5 separate regions of the Mus musculus genome follow, and all the other regions are linked to region 1. Evidence: chromatin contacts called from public promoter capture Hi-C data. All regions are on one chromosome and are shown on one strand. The core of a region is the stretch at or near the end of the contact, and the rest is flanking DNA. Distances in the headings are between cores, read along the strand shown.

Evidence for each region. Promoter capture Hi-C pulls out the DNA fragments that hold promoters and counts their contacts. Capture Hi-C pulls out chosen DNA fragments and counts their contacts.
Region 2: a promoter capture Hi-C map of liver shows a contact between it and region 1, with 2.9 times the contacts expected there. The contact joins the promoter of Hint1 here to the promoter of Skp1 in region 1.
Region 3: a contact with region 1 is called in a promoter capture Hi-C map of liver, with 4 times the contacts expected there. The contact joins the promoter of Cdc42se2 here to the promoter of Skp1 in region 1. A contact is called at or near these places in 2 of 39 promoter capture datasets (cranial neural crest and liver).
Region 4: a promoter capture Hi-C map of liver shows a contact between it and region 1, with 2.9 times the contacts expected there. The contact joins the promoter of Mapk9 here to the promoter of Skp1 in region 1. A contact is called at or near these places in 1 of 39 promoter capture datasets (liver) and 1 of 9 other capture datasets (liver).
Region 5: a promoter capture Hi-C map of liver shows a contact between it and region 1, with 2.4 times the contacts expected there. The contact joins the promoter of Fnip1 here to the promoter of Skp1 in region 1.

What each region holds. Positions count from the first base shown.
Region 1 is chr11:52,230,266-52,233,463 of GRCm38.p6, reverse strand. Skp1 (S-phase kinase-associated protein 1) reads right to left here and starts at 1,469. Exons shown (of 6, transcript NM_011543.4): 1 at 1,346-1,469.
Region 2 is chr11:54,864,927-54,868,124 of GRCm38.p6, reverse strand. It overlaps Hint1 (histidine triad nucleotide binding protein 1), which reads right to left and starts at 1,742. Exons shown (of 3, transcript NM_008248.3): 1 at 1,525-1,742. The coding sequence starts at 1,635.
Region 3 is chr11:54,785,940-54,789,137 of GRCm38.p6, reverse strand. Cdc42se2 (CDC42 small effector 2) reads left to right here and starts at 1,435. Exons shown (of 6, transcript NM_178626.3): 1 at 1,435-1,578.
Region 4 is chr11:49,845,152-49,848,349 of GRCm38.p6, reverse strand. Mapk9 (mitogen-activated protein kinase 9) reads right to left here and starts at 1,599. Exons shown (of 12, transcript NM_207692.2): 1 at 1,375-1,599. Gm36507 (a long non-coding RNA gene) reads left to right here and starts at 2,053. Exons shown (of 4, transcript XR_003949545.1): 1 at 2,053-2,135.
Region 5 is chr11:54,436,406-54,439,603 of GRCm38.p6, reverse strand. Fnip1 (folliculin interacting protein 1) reads right to left here and starts at 1,425. Exons shown (of 18, transcript NM_173753.4): 1 at 1,216-1,425. The coding sequence starts at 1,307. LOC115487771 (a long non-coding RNA gene) reads right to left here and starts at 1,209. Exons shown (of 2, transcript XR_003949675.1): 1 at 697-1,209.

The DNA.
Region 1 (3,198 bases), core at 220-2,719:
GTTGAAGAGACTCAAGAGTTCACTTTTCAACTAACAAACATGTCTGCAGAACAGAGAAGTCAGAGCAGCAGACCCTCCCTATGATAAGGCAACAATAAAAGTTAAAATAGGCCAGTTTTTAATAGCAAGACACTGTGTTCTTTTTATGATCTCTAGTACTACAATGAGCATTCCAGAACAAGTCTATGTAGTTGATAAAATTATTTTAAAAGACCACCCCGTATTTCCTTGAAATAATTCACAATAAATAAAGATGTGCTTAGTCATAGTCAAATTTAGGTATTAGGTTACTTGCAAGGGAGCCAGGATCTTATTAAATGACAGGGAGGCAATCGGTTAATCTGTAATTCAACGCACTCTGTAATCCTAGACTTCACTTTTGTTGTTGTGTTGGAATTAAGTGCAAAATTTTTAAGTAATAATGTATGAGGTTTCGATTTGATATGCTTTCAAAAAACCCTTCTTCAGTTCTCTAAGCTCCTAGACTTGGAAATTAATCATCCAAGTCTAGCATGAGAATTCTAGTATACCAGACTTTAAAAACAAACCTGTTTTAAGTGACTCGAAATTCTGACACTTGTTACTACACTGCAGGACGGAAGAGACTGCATTGTTCTATGCCACAATACAGTCTACTGTAACATTCTGCTGAAAAACTGAGTCTCCAAACCTGAGGACTCCGTGAAAAAGTGAACCAGAAGGCAGGTTTTAGCACTATCCCTTAAAAAACCCAAACACCTCAGGTTTTAGCGTCAAATGCCACACACCTCAGACGACAGTGTCTATTACAGTAACAAGTTCAGAGACTGCAGAACGTGACAAAACGCAAAGAAACATTGGGAGTCTGTTACCTGCATATTCGGTGGTTAAAAAGGTGAGACCAATAAGGAGCTAATTGACGCCAGATACAGGAGAAAAGGGAGGGAGCCAAGAATCAAATGGCAACGACAGCCACCACCTGGAACGGCCCAGGACCCCTACTCAAAGCCTCGCTGCCCACCCGGCCTGGAGCGCGGAGCAGCAAGCCTGTCGCTAAGGCAGGCCCGGTACGAAGCCTGGGCCTTCCAGTCGCGTTTGGGGCCGACTGACGTCGCCTGCAAAGCGGCAGGCCTGCCACAGGGCTCGACTCTCTTCCCTGAGCGAGCGCCGAAAGGATGGGAGACCCTTGAAGGCCTGACTCGGCCTCCTCGTGCCTCCCGCGGTCCGGGGGTCTGCAACGGGCCGCACGGCGCCTCAGGATACGAGGCCAGGTCGCCTCGCCGCCTCGTGCACTCCACAGCCAACGCGAGGCTCCCACCCAGCCCCTCCCTCGAGGAACGTGTCCGGCTCGCGGGTTGCTACTCACGGTGCTCCGTCTCAAGACCGCAGGCCCGAGGCTGCCGGACAGAGTTCACAACCACAACGAAGTATCGAGAACAAGGCCACTCGAGCGGCGCCGCGCGGCGTCGCCTTTTATAGCAGCGGGACGCAGGCGCCGAGGACCCCGAGCCCGTGACGTCACACAGCCGGCCGGGCTGGCCGTTGAGATCGCCTGACGGCAGTCGAAACACAGGCGGCAGACCCTGAGCGCCGCAGAGGTCTCCTGGAGAGGTGCTGAGCGGCGGCGGGTGGAGGGGTGGCTGGGCAAGAGAGGGACGTCCTCCTTACTCCGCTGGCCTAAACAGCGCCATGCTCTCCTTCAAAGCGGACTCCGGCACCGGCTGGGAAACCATCTCGACCCGAAGGGTCTTTCAGGCATGGGCTGTCTTAAACGGCTTGAAAGACCCCAGTCCTGGAAAAGCCTGGAAACAACAAACCGCAAAACCGGTTGTGGGTGTGTGTTTTCCTTAAAGGAGTCGCCTCAGCCTGACCACCGTTACTCTCCTAATAACCTAAGGAAATAGAATTGAGTTTGCTGACCAGGGGTTCAGGAGTTGAACCTTCTCTACTGATACTGAATTAAATATATATATATATATACATGTATGCCATGTTGAGACAAAGGTGTTTCTTTAACCTAGGCGGCTTAGAATTCTTAAATACTCCTGACATGGTACACCTGCTTATTTGATTTTTAAAGTTTTATTTTCTTTGCATTTTAAGACGGGACCCTGTTTGGCACAGAGTAGCTGTAAATTCAGTATGTTGACCAGGTTGGTCTAAAATTCATGATCTCCTTCCACCTGCGCTGGGGTCACAGGCATTTTCACCACATATATACTTGCCTGAAACTCTTGTTGTTTTGTTTTGAGACAGGGTCTTACTATATAAGGCTTGGAGCTCGCTATTTAAACTCAGATCTGTCTGCCTCCCAATAGCCAGCTTGGAGATTCGAGGCTAGGACCACCCTGTTGGCTAATCTTCACCTTTATTTCCTACCTTTGAACTTTGAAGAGGCTTCCAGGCCCCCAAATAGCCATTGTTGGAGTGAAGCGCCAAGCCTGGAGAGAGTCAATGTGAATGTAGCATGGAGGTTACATTCTTTGGGTAACCATGCTCTAGGCCAATCTGTGAGGCCAGTGCTGGGGATCCATCCAGCAATGAACGGGGACAGTCAGGCTCAACCTGAACAGGCTATGCTGTACAGGCGGCTCAAAGAAGGCTGTGATAAGGTCGCTAGAATGAAACAGCTTTGAAGTAAAGGGAGAGGCCTGAAAGCACCCATCTGGCCTCAGCCCAGCCAGGAAGAGGGCAATTGCCTGCCCTGCCCTGCCCTGCCCTGCTGTGTCTAGGGAGCATCACTAGCCCCACCAAGGCGCCAGGCTCACCTAACCAGTGAGCACATGATTGGTATTCCTGGCACCACGAAGACAAAAGACTTTTCCACACAGGGCCTCCTAAAGAAACCAGAGACTACAGCTTCTCTAGGACAAGACTGGGCAGAGAGACCAAGCAATGGGTTGAATTACCAGGTCTTTGTCTGCTGGTATCCAATGTCTGCCAGGTGCCAGAGTCGATGACAGAAGATGAAAGACCCACAGTTCTCAGGCTTTTTATCTGCAGCGCTGCCTGCCCTTCACAGCTCCGGCTTCGGGCCTCCTAGGGAAGGCCCACTAGAGAGCCTTTTCCTCCACGTGCCATAAACTCGGTGGGCTCCTTAAACAGTCCTGGGTCATACAGCGAGCCTAAGAAGCCAGCACACTGCATGGCACAAAGTATATGGTTTTCCCCAGAGGTCTGAGAGCCTCCAGTAACGGAATTAACAAATGCTTAGAGCAG
Region 2 (3,198 bases), core at 493-2,992, 2.6 Mb before region 1:
ACCTGATTCCCTTCCCCTCCCACCTTTTCCAGATCGAAGTCCTGATTGCAACTTCCTGTTTTGTTCTGTTTTCCTGTGCAGGTACCGCCTTGTATGGGTGTTTTATATCTCATGCTCTCTTCCTAACAGGACCCAGCCATACTTACCTGTCTAGGGAGTAATTTTACTTGGTATACTCTATAAAATGCTGTGTCATTTAGAATGTCTCAGCCAGTAATACTCAAGTTCAATCATTATTTCAAAGACCATTTATCAAAACAACTGCAAACAATGGTTCTCTTTTGTTTGTTTTGTTTTTTAATGTGGGGTCTCCATATAGGCCAGGTTGGACTTAAACTGATTCTCTTCCCTCCACCTTCCAAGTGCAAGAACCACAGGATGCTGGTTTTGTGTTTAAAGCTTTTTCTTTCTTTCTTTGCAAGTGTTCTGTTTTGCTTTGTTTTTGAGTTAGGGTCTTATTCCATAATACAGGCTGGCCAGTCTTATGGATGGTGGGACTGGGATTACAGAACACACTAAAAGACTTGCAAACTTTGTAAATGAAATGGGCCTTTTTCTAAGACTAGTGACAAATACAGGCAATTTAAATAAAACTCACCTCAAGAACCCAATGAAATTTGGAGTACTATTTCAAGTCTATGTGAACATTACCAGTAGCATTAATGCTTTCTCATATTGCATGTTTCTTAAAGTGAACTGAACAAACCCGTATAAAACCTTTTGGTCAATGGGCCAAGCTCCCACCCTGCTTTATGTGAGACTGAAAGCCATAAACAGAACTGTCTAGGGAATAATTTACAAAATTGGTCTTCACTATCGACTGAGATTTCATCTATCAAGGAGGGGAAAAAATACAACTTTGGATCTTGCACCATAAATGTTTTCTCCGATCAGCAGGGTGTGGGCTGCCTGCAATCCTTAGCATATGGGTGGTGGAGGCGGGGGATCAAGGGTTCAAGGTCCGCCCCAGTTAGTTAGTCAGCAAGTTCATGGCCTGCCTAGAGTAGTGAAGCCGATCTATTAAAATAAAACAAACAAAACACCCTAAAGCAGTATTTTTTTAAAAAGCTTGAAGGGCTAATTCCAGTCCCCAGAGGCAACGTCTGCAGCCGGAGCAGGGGACAGGGAGCATAAGGATCTCGAATCCCCGGTCACCTCGCAGTGCGGGGACCGCTGCGCGCGGGAGATCGCGGAGATTGCGCCGGGGGCAGGATCCGGTTTCCCGAAGGCCAGATTGACACCCGCGTGGTGGGTGGCGGCCGCGGGCCCCGGTGGGCGTCACCCCACGGGTCTGCACTTTACAGGGGGCCCGGGCGGGCGTCACCTCCCGGGGCCTCCGCCCGCATCACCTCACCAGGGCCGCGACACGCGGCGGGCCGAGCGGCCGATAACGCGTAACCCGAGCGCAGGCACGCGCCGCAGGGCCACGCGGGCGCAGGGCCAGGCCAGCCGGGCCGCGCGTCGCCTCAGGCCCGCGGCTCCTCAGGGAACGCCGGCGTGTCGCCGGGCAAGCGGCAAGCCTACCCGGTCGTCCTCGAAGATGATCTTGGCGGGGATTTCTTTGCGGATGATCTTGCCGAAGATCGTGTCGCCGCCGGGCTGGGCCACTTGAGCCTTGGCAATCTCGTCAGCCATCGCGGCCGCTCACTGTCCTTCCCGCGCCGCGGCCACAGTGGGGAGAGGAACCGCGGGAGCGCGCGGAGACTGCCGGCTCGCGCCCGGTGGGCCTGCGCGTGCGCACTGGCGCCGGCGTGCGGCGAGCGAGGGAACGAAATGGGCGGAGGAAACGCCCTTTCTTTGCCTCTGCACCTCTATAGGAAATTTTGATTTGCCAGTTCTGGGAGGAGGCTCGGCTTGGTACAGTGCTTTCCAAGCGCGTACGGAGTTCTAGGTTTGATCCCTTCCTCTCACGAGCCCGGCTTGGTGCTGCACGCCTGTAATCCCAGAGTTTGAGAAATGAAGACAGGAGGATGGAAGAGTTTAGTTCATCCTTCTCCACATTGTTTGAGGCCAGCCTGGGCTACCCGAGACCCTGCTCCAGAACAGTCTGGTTTCTATTTCAAGTTGTTCTGATCACATTTACTGGGTGTGATACCTTAGCCTTCCCTTTTTTAATTTTTTAAAAAAGATTTTTATTTTATATGTAGATGAGTATTTTGCAAGCATGTGTAAGAGTGAATCACATCTAATGCTTTGGATCCCCTGGAACTGGAGTTACAGTTGTGAGCCATGTGGGTGGAGGGAACTGAAGCCTGGTCCTTTCTGCAAGAGGAACAAGTGCTCTTGACCGTGATCGTTTAAACCCTCAGCTGTTTGAGGCCTTAGCTAAGAGCCAGGTGAAGTCTTACATCAGGTGGGGTTTTTTTGTTTGTTTGTTTCTTGCTGTGTGTGGCAGCAATTCTCAGTCATAACTACACACTAAAAACCACTTGGGAGCTCTTTAAACATCTCTGGCCACACTCTGCATCAATTAAGTCCAAGACTGCAGAGATGAGACCTTAGGTGGCAGTTGTTTGTAAGCCTCTTGGGCCATTTTCCCCGGCAGGAATCAGCTTCAGGTAAGATGCTCCACCTGGAAGAAACAAAAAGTCTTCCTTGGCCCCACCTCCACCCTTCCTCCTCTCTATCCCTTTGCTCCTCCTAAAAAGTGTTTTCTACATATGGTGTGCACTTTGTCATCATTGGTCCTTTGGGTCATTTCCTCCTTGTCGGGATTAGGCAGGACCTCCAATCAGCGTTCTCTAGACAATCGCAGTTGTCATATAGATCTGTTGGCCTGGTTGCTACAGTTGTTACCCTTGTCTTCTTTCAACATCTCACACCCTTGCCCTCTGGATGTTGGTTTTTTTTTTTTTTTTTCCTGCACGCTAAGCCTCCATTTCCATACCTCATTAGATTTTGTTCCTGGCCCTCTTATCTGACAATCTCCAAGTGGCCATAGGAAGAAACCTTGGGGACTTAGAGAGATGGTTCAGCGATCAAGAACACAAACTGTTCTCACAGAGGCCAGCACAAACATCACAACTGCCTGTAACTCCAGCTCCAGGGAAGTCAGATGCCTTTGGCCTAGCAGGATGTCTTCAGTCACCCATGGACATGTGAGCACACAGGTCTCACACACACACACACATGTATACACATAATTAAAAAAAAATAAAATGGGAAAACTTAAGCCAGATGATAGTAGTGCATGACTTT
Region 3 (3,198 bases), core at 186-2,685, 2.6 Mb before region 1:
GCACTGCAGAAATCAAATCCAGCCAACCCAAACACCCAGCTTCTAGTGGGGAAGACAGGAGCAAAATTAACAGAATAAATTGTGCAGACTGTTCTGGGAACAGGAGAACAAGGGCAGATAGATGGGGGAAGGATTGAGCCTGTAGCAATGTAAAGAAGTGGGTTTAGGCTACGCATCATTGTTAAAGAAGATCTGAGTGGAGTTGAGGGGAGAAGGCAGACATTAGAGAATGTCCTAGTCCCTGAGTATAGACTGGACATTGCAAGCACCAGTGAGACTGGAGATGAATTCTGAGACCTATAGGGAAAAAAAAAAATCTCAGAGGCTTTGTCAGCCATTGTAAAGATGTTATCTTCTACAGTAACGGGAACACTGGTGGATTTTGATCGGATGAGACATGAGCTGACTCTCCTTGCGGGAGGATATTCTCCCTCTTGTTTTGACAACACAGTTTGTTGATGGTGGTCAGGGAGGTCATTTAAGAAAGCCACTGAAGTGTGACTGGGACCACGGATGACAGAAACAATGTAGATGAACAGTCTGATTTTCTTTTTGTTTGAATGTAGAACCACGCCAATTACCCTTATGGACAGAATGGATGTGAAATTGAGAATAAGAGGAACCAAGGAGTACTCCAGTTTTGTCACTGAACAAGCTAGAAATTTCCTATCAATAGTGATGGTCATGCAGCTCCCTGTCTGAGTATGTGTGGCTAGATTTCAGTGGGAAGGCGTCCATTTGTTTCTTGCTTCTGGGTGCCTAAAGTGTAAAGTTAATGTAGTCATAAAATGTGGTGGCTGAGGCAGGAGGACTGCTGTGAGTTCCAGGTCAGCCAGGGTTCTACTCCAAAAGTCCTTAAGCTTGTGACATACACTAGTAATCCCAGCGCTTGGGAGACGGAGGCAGGAGGATCACAAGATCCAGGCCATCCTTACCTATATAGTGAGTTTGAGGCCACTCTGGGGCTACAAAAAGGCCCTCCCTCAAACAACGTCAAAGCAAAACCAAAAAAAAAAAAAAAAAAAAAAAACCAAAAAAAAAAACGATCCCACAAGAAGTCACAGAGACGAACTTTTCAAATGCCAGGTAGATATTCTTGACTCTCCAATGAGTCAGTGATTCTGATTCCTTGAAAGTAACGTGATCTGAGCGTGAGAGACATCTGGTGCTGGCCAGCTCTGCCTAGCAGCGCCTTGCTCGCCCGGGCACGTCTACGGCTGGATCCGGACAGGAAGGTGCTGTGGCGCGAGGCAGCGGCATCCATCTTCCCCGTAGCCCACCCAGCGGTCACTCTTTGCGCGCCTAGCATCCCCTAGGTCTCGCCACTCCCTCACTGGGCGGGGCCTCACAGCTACCAGCCCGCCTACTGGGGGGGGACAGGGCGTGTCCTTGTAGTGGGGGCGTAGCCGCGCAGCCGCACACACCGCTTGTGGCTCCGCCTCTGCGCGCCAGAGCCTAGGCGGGAGGGCGGAGCCCGAAGCGGGGAGCGCAGCTGCTTGGTGTGTGGAGATCCTGGAAGCTTCGGAGCCGGCGCTCGGAGCCGCGCGGCTGGAGCAGGCGGCGGAGACAAAGGCGACGGTGAGTGAGGGAGAGGGCCCCACGTTGGCCCCGCCGCCCGAGGCGCCAAGTGTAGGGTCGCCACTCGGAAGGTTGAGGGCGAGCGCGGCCCGGGCCTCTCCGCGCTGCGGACTGGGGCAGCAGACTGGGGCTGCGGACTGACTGAGGCTGCGGCGGCTCCATTTTCCAGTCTGGGCGAGGTCCTCACGCGAGGACCGGCGTATGGTTCTCTTCATTCTCCGTGAGGCCAGCTTTCACCGTAGCCTGCACCTTCCCGATGGGGGAGGCGCTACGGACCCCTCCCCCAGTCCGCAGCCCCGCCAGTCTGGACCGGCGCGGAGCGGCTGGGCTCCCGAACCCCGACTCCCGCCCGGCCTGCCTGGGACCCCGAGAGAGGAAGCCGGGCCACTGCCTCGCAGTCGCTGCGGCGACTCTTACAGGTTGTTGCACCGGGAGCTCGCGGCCACGGTGGTGAGCATTACTAACGGGTGTGGTAGGTAGCGGCTCGCTGACGTCCGCATTTCGAGCTGAGGAGCAGCCCGGTGCCGGCTGATTTCAGGCAACCCTGGGAATTCCGTTTTAGCGGCAGTGATTGCTACTGCCGAGCTTTCCTGGAGGAGTTTGGTAGTGATGTGCAGAGCGCAGCACTGAGACGTTCTGGGCCTGGGAGTACAGCTCAGTGGTAGGGAACTTGCCTTGCATGTAGGAGGCGGCCCAGAGTAGTTCAGTTCCCCAGTACTCCCACCCGCCACAAAAAGAGGGGGGGGGGGGAAGAAAGAAAGAAAGAAAATTAAATGCTCTTAAAGGACCCTTGCTTAGTAAAATATTGATATAATGAATGAATCTTAAAACACCACACAGAACTGTTCCTACTAGTAAGATGAGGCACATAGCTTCTTGACTCAGATAAAGGACTATTGGAAAGAATGCCTAGCAAGTTTCTGTCCCCCATCCCCATGTAAACTATTAATAATTAGTTGGTCATTATTGCCAGCCAGCATAGCAGATAGTACCTTTGAGATGTGAAATTTTTGAGAGAAGTTGGCTTACAGATTTCTGTTTCTCAGCAGGCCTGATTTCTCCTTTTCTTTGAAAATAATTGAGAAAGATGTTTGGGGTGCATTTTGAGGTCTAGCTTTCTATGTAGTAGGAGTAAAGATGTGTGTGGGCTTTGGAGGGACTGTGGCATGGTCAGTCTTGGATCTCTATGAGCCAGGGAGAGAGAGCTCTGAACTTTAGGGGAGGGGATCTAATGTCGCCTTGGTGGTTAAACATCACAGTTTACCCAGCATACTCATTAGACACATATTAAGCACAGAGAGATTTTTGAATTCTGTTTGTGGAAGGGAACAAAACCTGGAAATGTTTCTCTCTTAAGCTTGAGCATGAAGTTCATTATGTAGTATCGATGTAGCAAGTAAGGACCTCCCCAGACCCCTAGGGCTACTTCACTTGGAAAAATGGCTGGTGAACTTCAGGAAGTGTTCATTCATAGCATCCTACTTAAAAGTTAATGAGTAACTTTTTAAGGCCACGATTATTGGGTTATGGTTTCATTTGTCAGCTTAATAAAAATCCCAGTAGGTTTTAAAGCGACAGGAAGAATGGTTTCAACAAGATGGTGTTTTATTTTTCTCCTGA
Region 4 (3,198 bases), core at 350-2,849, 2.4 Mb after region 1:
CCCTCCATTTCTAGGGCACAGACCCTTCACTATAGCTGGTGTCATATCCTGTCCTAGAACTGTGTGCATGCCAGTCTGCTCTATGGGGCTCCTGGACTCTCTGGGGGACGGTACCCTGTTGCTATCTCCTTTGTGTCCCCAGAGCCCAGCAGAAAGCATGACCTAGATAATACAGAATCCAGTAGATAACTCCTGAATGTGTGGAAGGAAGCCAGAGCAAAACTCTTACCAAAACGTATTTTTTTTATCACAAATTGTTCTGACAGCTACTAGAAAGAGATTAAAAACATGAAAATATTTCACAAAGTGAGAATCAGCGTCTGTTTGCTTACAAGTTTCACAAGTTAAAGTCACCAACAAAATGGACAAAGCAGAGATAATAATAGGCAGGGATGGTCTTACTGTTCATTCACTGATCTGACTTTACAGATGAAACAACTACCTGTACTCACCATGCTATACAAAAAGGACGGGGCAATAAATCAGATAGCATCAATCCAGAGTAGGTACTGGATGGAAAATTAAAGAAACTGATGAGCGAGAATGACTAAGCGAGGGAAAAGGGTGGTCAAGCTAGGTAGGCCTCGCCTATAACAAGACACTGAACCACAGGAGGAAGCGATGTGAGAGAAGACAGCTGGGTAAAAATCTTATAGACAACTCTGAACATAGAGAAATCGAAGTGCAAAGGTCCTGAGGTAAATAAATGATTTTGGCATGCCCAAGGCAGGTGAGCTTAGGATAGGAGAGCAGAGATCTGCTTCTGTTAAGAGGGGAAGGAGTGGCGGAGGAGGTGGGCAGGGCCCACTCTGGCTTTGCTGGGCACTGAAGATGAATGACAAGGCTCGGGAGGGGGGGCAGAAGTGGGGGAGGACTCTAAGCGGATGAGGGGGAGTTCCTACGACACTCACATCAGCAAGGGAGCATTTATTTACCCACTCAGATGCTCTCAAATGTGCGCCTTAGGCTTCTCTGCCCTAACGCTTTGAGACAGTTACACTGCCCGTTAACAACCCCGACCAAACCCTAGACATTCTACCATTACTCCCGAGGGGAAAGCAGAGGGCCAGTGAGGGTCGCAGTCACCGCCAAGGTCGCGGGGACCAGAGCTCAGGCTCCAGGGCATGCAGCGGGGTGCAGCGACGTGCCTCACAGCTGGAGGAAAGGCGCCCACAGATCCCTGCGGGCAGGTCTGCTGGGGCCCGGCCAGACAGCCGGCCTGCAGCCCTGGGGCTGCACACACCAGGCGGGAGAGAACGACCGCGGAACCGTGGATAGCCGGGCAGTACCGAGCAGTCCACCCCCTGAGCCCCGCACCCCAGGCCCTGCGTGGCCCGAGCAGCCCCGCCAGGCCTAGCCGCCCGCCCGGCTCACCTCGGCTCCGCGCCGCCGCGCCGGAGGCAGAGGGAGGGCACGCTGGCGGCGATGCGTTCTGGCGGCACCCAGCTCCACGACCTGGACCCGGTCGCCCCGCCCCGCTCTGCTCCGCCCCGTCGCCGTCGCAGTGGGTGTGAGGGGCGCGGGGCGCTGCGACCCTTCCGGTCCGGTTCCCTTCTGCTCCGCTGCTGCCACCGCCGCCGCCGCCGCCGCGGCGCTCAGTCTGACGGATTCTTAGGCCAGCCAATCAGAACTAGGATATCCAGACAGGCGGGACCAATTGAGACTGGGGGTGGGCAAGGCTGGGCAGTACGGGCGTGGCTGGAGGCTGGGTGTGGGCGGGGCCAGTGGCGCGCTCTGGATGCCCTAGTGCAGAGTGGCGCCCCCTAGGCGGCTCGCCGTCTGACCGTCTGCTTGCTGGAAGAGCGTCCGCCAGTGTGCACAGAGTTAGGGATCCAGGTCAAGCTAGGACCGTCTCCTGAGCCCGCCCTCCAGGGCCAGGAGACCCGCATGCGCCGGAGAGGGTGGGCCAAGGGGAGCCAGAGCCGGGGAGGGGCGAGGCGTGACTTTGCGACTACAGTGTAGGAGCCATTGTCAGGCCTCGGTTGTAGCAGGTGCAAATGGAGAGGCGACTTGGAAAAGGACTAAAGACAGCCGGGTTAGACAAGAGTTCTGGGCATGATCAAGGACTTGAAGCCTGGGAACCTGGAGTACAACGGCCCCGGAGGAAGAACCAGGACAAGCCGCGGGGCCTTGGGGTTTGTTTTTCACTAAGGCAGATGCCACACTGAATGGGATCATAACAGGGGTGCGGCCAGATGTCCAGAAGGTGGGGGTTGGGGAGACGGTGACCATGACCCTGATGAGTCAGTGACGGGTATAGCCTAAAGAGGCCTCTTATAAGAGACAAGTTTCTGCTTTGGTGTAGAGGGGTGAGGAGGGTGTCCGTCCAGTGCTGAAGGGCTTCTAGACAGTGGGTCTTTAACACTGCTGCTTTTGTTGACGCTTCTGCAGACCTCTGGCTCTCAAGTAGGTTCCAGAAGGTCTGAGGTGAATCAGATGTTTGGAAAACTCAGAATTTGGGATTCTGACTACTCTGTGTTTTGATAGAGAGGCTGCAAGTGAGACAGGGACGTTGAACACACTGAGGGAAGCTACGAACAGGTTAGGCTGAGGACTGGTCAATAAGGGATTGGAAAAATGGAGACAGTAGTTGACAAGTGGTGTCTATGGTGGTAGAGCTGTAGTCACAAGATGCCAAGGAGGAGCCAGGGAGAAGGACTCTGCGTATAGGAAGATCAAGAGACTAGGAGGCCCCATGAATCTCCGCAGAATTTGAAGAGAGCTGTGACTCTGGTTTCAAGCACTGAACTAGGGTGGTGGAGGCTCAGAGGAGCAGTAGGGTCGAGAAGGGGATCCAGACAATCACAGTGTCTCTGTCCTATTCTGCTTTTATATTGGTGTGACAAGGCACAATGACCAGAAAGCACTTCGGGGAGGAGAGGGTTTATTTTGGATTAGAACTCTGAGGTCACACTCCATCGTTAAAGGAAGTAGGAAACTCAAGGCAGGAACCAAAGCAGAGGAAGTGGGGGAACGCAGCTCACTAGGTCAGGGATGGAACTGCCTCCAGTGTGCTAGGCCCTCCCACATCAATCATTTGTGAAGAAAATGTCCCCACAAACTTTATTACAGACCAATCTTAGGGAGGCATTGTCTCAGTTAAAAGTCTCTCTTCCCAGATAGGACTAAATCGAGTTGACCAAGCCCAACTAGCAGAGTCCTCCTTTGGCCACCCCCATGCTGGCCACCAGGGGGAGT
Region 5 (3,198 bases), core at 176-2,675, 2.2 Mb before region 1:
TTCAAATGTTATCTTTTAAATCTCTCTCCAGAGGCTGCTTCCCGGGTCTCTGGTTTTCCTAGGTGTCCCGGTGTATTATCTGGTGTTATCTGCACTTTCGCTTTTCAAAGGAAAAACAACTGTCAGATGACTACGGCACAAGACATTTACTTCCCATTACGAAGAAAAGCCACTGCCATGAAAATTCTTTTGTTAAGCTTGTTTCCAAAACGGTAACTGACCTTTTTCTCCCATTAAATATCAGTTAAATTACTTGCCATTTGATATTCAATCTCACACATTGTTTCCTGATGGGATCTGTATTATTGACAGCGTGGATAATTTGAAAAATATTAAAGCCTCTAAGACTTATGTAGTGCAGTCATCTGATACTTGGGCTTGCTGCAAAATTTGACACTGTTTCCCTTTTACTATTACTGTACAACTGAGTTCTCGGCCATACAGCCAAGTTTGTCTGATATGTGACATTTGGCCTAGTTACATGCGAAAGTTTCCATAGCGCATTATGGAAGACAAAACAATATCTTCTTCAAATACAATTCCACGGCTGAATTTAACCATTGAGCTAAGCTTCTATATATCTGACAATTCTAAAAAGTTACTGTACCAGCAACAGGTACTGCAATCAGAAAGAAACAAAGCATGCAATCACAAACAAACACACACACACACACACACACACACACACACAGCTACCGTTTTCCATTTGCAAGAAACTCCTTTTCAGTAACAGGTGTAAGAAGGGAAAGAAAATTCGACAGTAAGTTCTACCGCAAGTCCTCCTCGAGTCTGGTCAGTAGTAACCCTAACCACTTCGGTTTCGCATTTCTCCTTCGATAACACTAAGGTCGCTCGGCAAGAGAACTGCACAGCTCCAATTTTAGTTTCCAAGAAGCCTGACAGACCGCCAGCCTGCCCACTCGCTCCTCCAGCCTCCTCAGTGCTCCGCAGGTTGGCCGAACGCGCGACAGTCTGCACAAAGCCACCCGAGGGCTGCGGATCACAGGGAGACAGCAGCTCCCGGCCGGGCCCCGGAGGCCTGCGGTGAGGTCGCAGCCCGGGCAGCGTGCGGACCGACAGCCTCCCGAGGCCGCCGTGCTGGGGCTGGGGACGCGGCGCGTGGCGCGGGCGGGGCATAAACAGCCTAGCGAAGAGGGCAGGGGACCGCACGCCCCGCCCGAGGCCGCGACCCCTCGGGGGCCCGCGACGCCTCACCTGAACGCGCAGTCCGGGTCGCGGGCGTCTCGTCCCGGCGCGCCTAATCCGCTCCGCTTGCTGAAGAGCTTCTGGAACAGGGTGGGGGCCATGCTGGCCGCCGCAAGACTGGGGTCGCTCGGCTGGGAGCTCGCAGGAGGCCCCCCGCTCCTACCGCCACCCCGCCACCCCCATGGGCGCCTCAGTCATATGACAGAAATTAGTCACTTCAAACGGCCACGGCGCGCGGGGCGGAGCGCGAGATTGAGGTCGCGGCGATTGGCTGGCGACGAGCCGTATCACGTGGCAGCAAACTGAGCGGGGGGCGGGGTGGGGGTGGGGAGGCGGGGCCGCCTGCCATTGGCTGGCTCACGGGTCCGTCACGCGGCCTCTCACGGGGCGGGGCGTGCGAGGGCGCGCGCGGCTGGGTGGCAAGAGAAAGCCTCTGGGACCCAGGCCCGCCTCTGACCCTCCCAAACTGCTAGGGCTCTAGGAGGAGACCTAGGTCTGTGACTTGAGGTGCGGTTTCCATTGACGCCCGCACTTAGTCTCTAGGAAGATCTAGCGACTGGGGGCTCAGGCTCGATCTCCTTGGTAACCAAAAAGATCACAAGCAAAACCAAGAGAGGCAAGCAGCCGTAAAAAAAAAAAAAAAAAAAAAAAAAAAAAAAAGACATCTATCTAAAAATATCTAACCCTTTATGCTAAGTATTTAGAATTTGAAAGACTGCGGTTAAAGAGCTCAGTAGTTAGAGGCCCTGGGTTTGATCCTCATCACCAAACAAGAAGTTTAGCAAAATGTCTAAGAGAGACAATCAGAACTTCCATGAAACAAAGCTGTATATCTTTAATATCTGGGTATGAGGAAAGGAGGAACTGTAACATTGTTACCAAATGGCAAGACTGCTCTCAAAACGGAAAATACAGCTCACGAACATCCTTCCAGTCTTATCAAACCATCAGTGTTCAGATCAAATTCGTCATCCGTTTACCAGGATGAGGGATTTCGTACAGTGGAATGAAGTTCTCTGAGAAATGTGGATGAATGTGGGGAAATACTGGTGTATGTTTGCAAGGGTAGACAAAGACGCTTGAGAATTTCACTTAGCTAGACATAGGAACCAAATCTTTAAGAAGTTGTCAGCTGATCTGCAGTTGAAAAAAAATAAATAAGTAGCCCTTATTTACATGGGAAAAAGAAAAAATGCCGGGCAGTGGTGGCACACGTCTTTAATCCCAGTACTTGGGAGGCAGAGGCAGGCAGATTTCTGAGTTCAAGGTCAGCCTGGTCTACAGAGTGAGTTCCAGGACAGCCAGGGCTACACAGAAAGATCCTGTCTCGAAAAAACAAAACAAGAAAACAAAACAAAAGAATAAAAGAAAAATTAGCAGGATATTTTTATATCGTTAATAATTTATCACTGGTCAGCATGTTGAGCTGTTACAACATGTTACAAAGTCTCATGTTACAAGACTTTTTTATATTTATTGAGACAGGGTCTCTTGCTGGCCTGGAGCTCACCAAGTAGTGTAGGATGACCTTTCTGCTTCATCTTCTTTGACAGCACAAGAATCACAACCTTGCATTCCTTTGCCCATCCTTGAAGTAGATTCTGGGAATGGAATGCAGGTCTTCTTGTTCACACAGCAAGCACTTCATCTCCAGAGCTGCCTTCTGAAGGTGTTGGAGGAGGAGGGAGAAGTCTCCAGTTCACTCTCCTGTCTCCACCGCTCCAGTACACAAGACATTTAAAAAGCACTAATTATAGATAACTAAAACGAGAATTTGCAGCCAAGCAGTGGTGGCATACACTCTTAATCTCAACACTCTGGAGGCAGAAGAGGGTGGATCTCTGTGAGTTTGAGACTAGCCTGGTCTACAGAGTGAGCTTCAGGACAGCCATGGCTACACAGGGAATCAAAAAATAAATTTGCTCATTGCACAAATTTAAGTTCTGTATACTGGGGATCAACATTAACAACAGAAAAGTTAATTTTATAAGC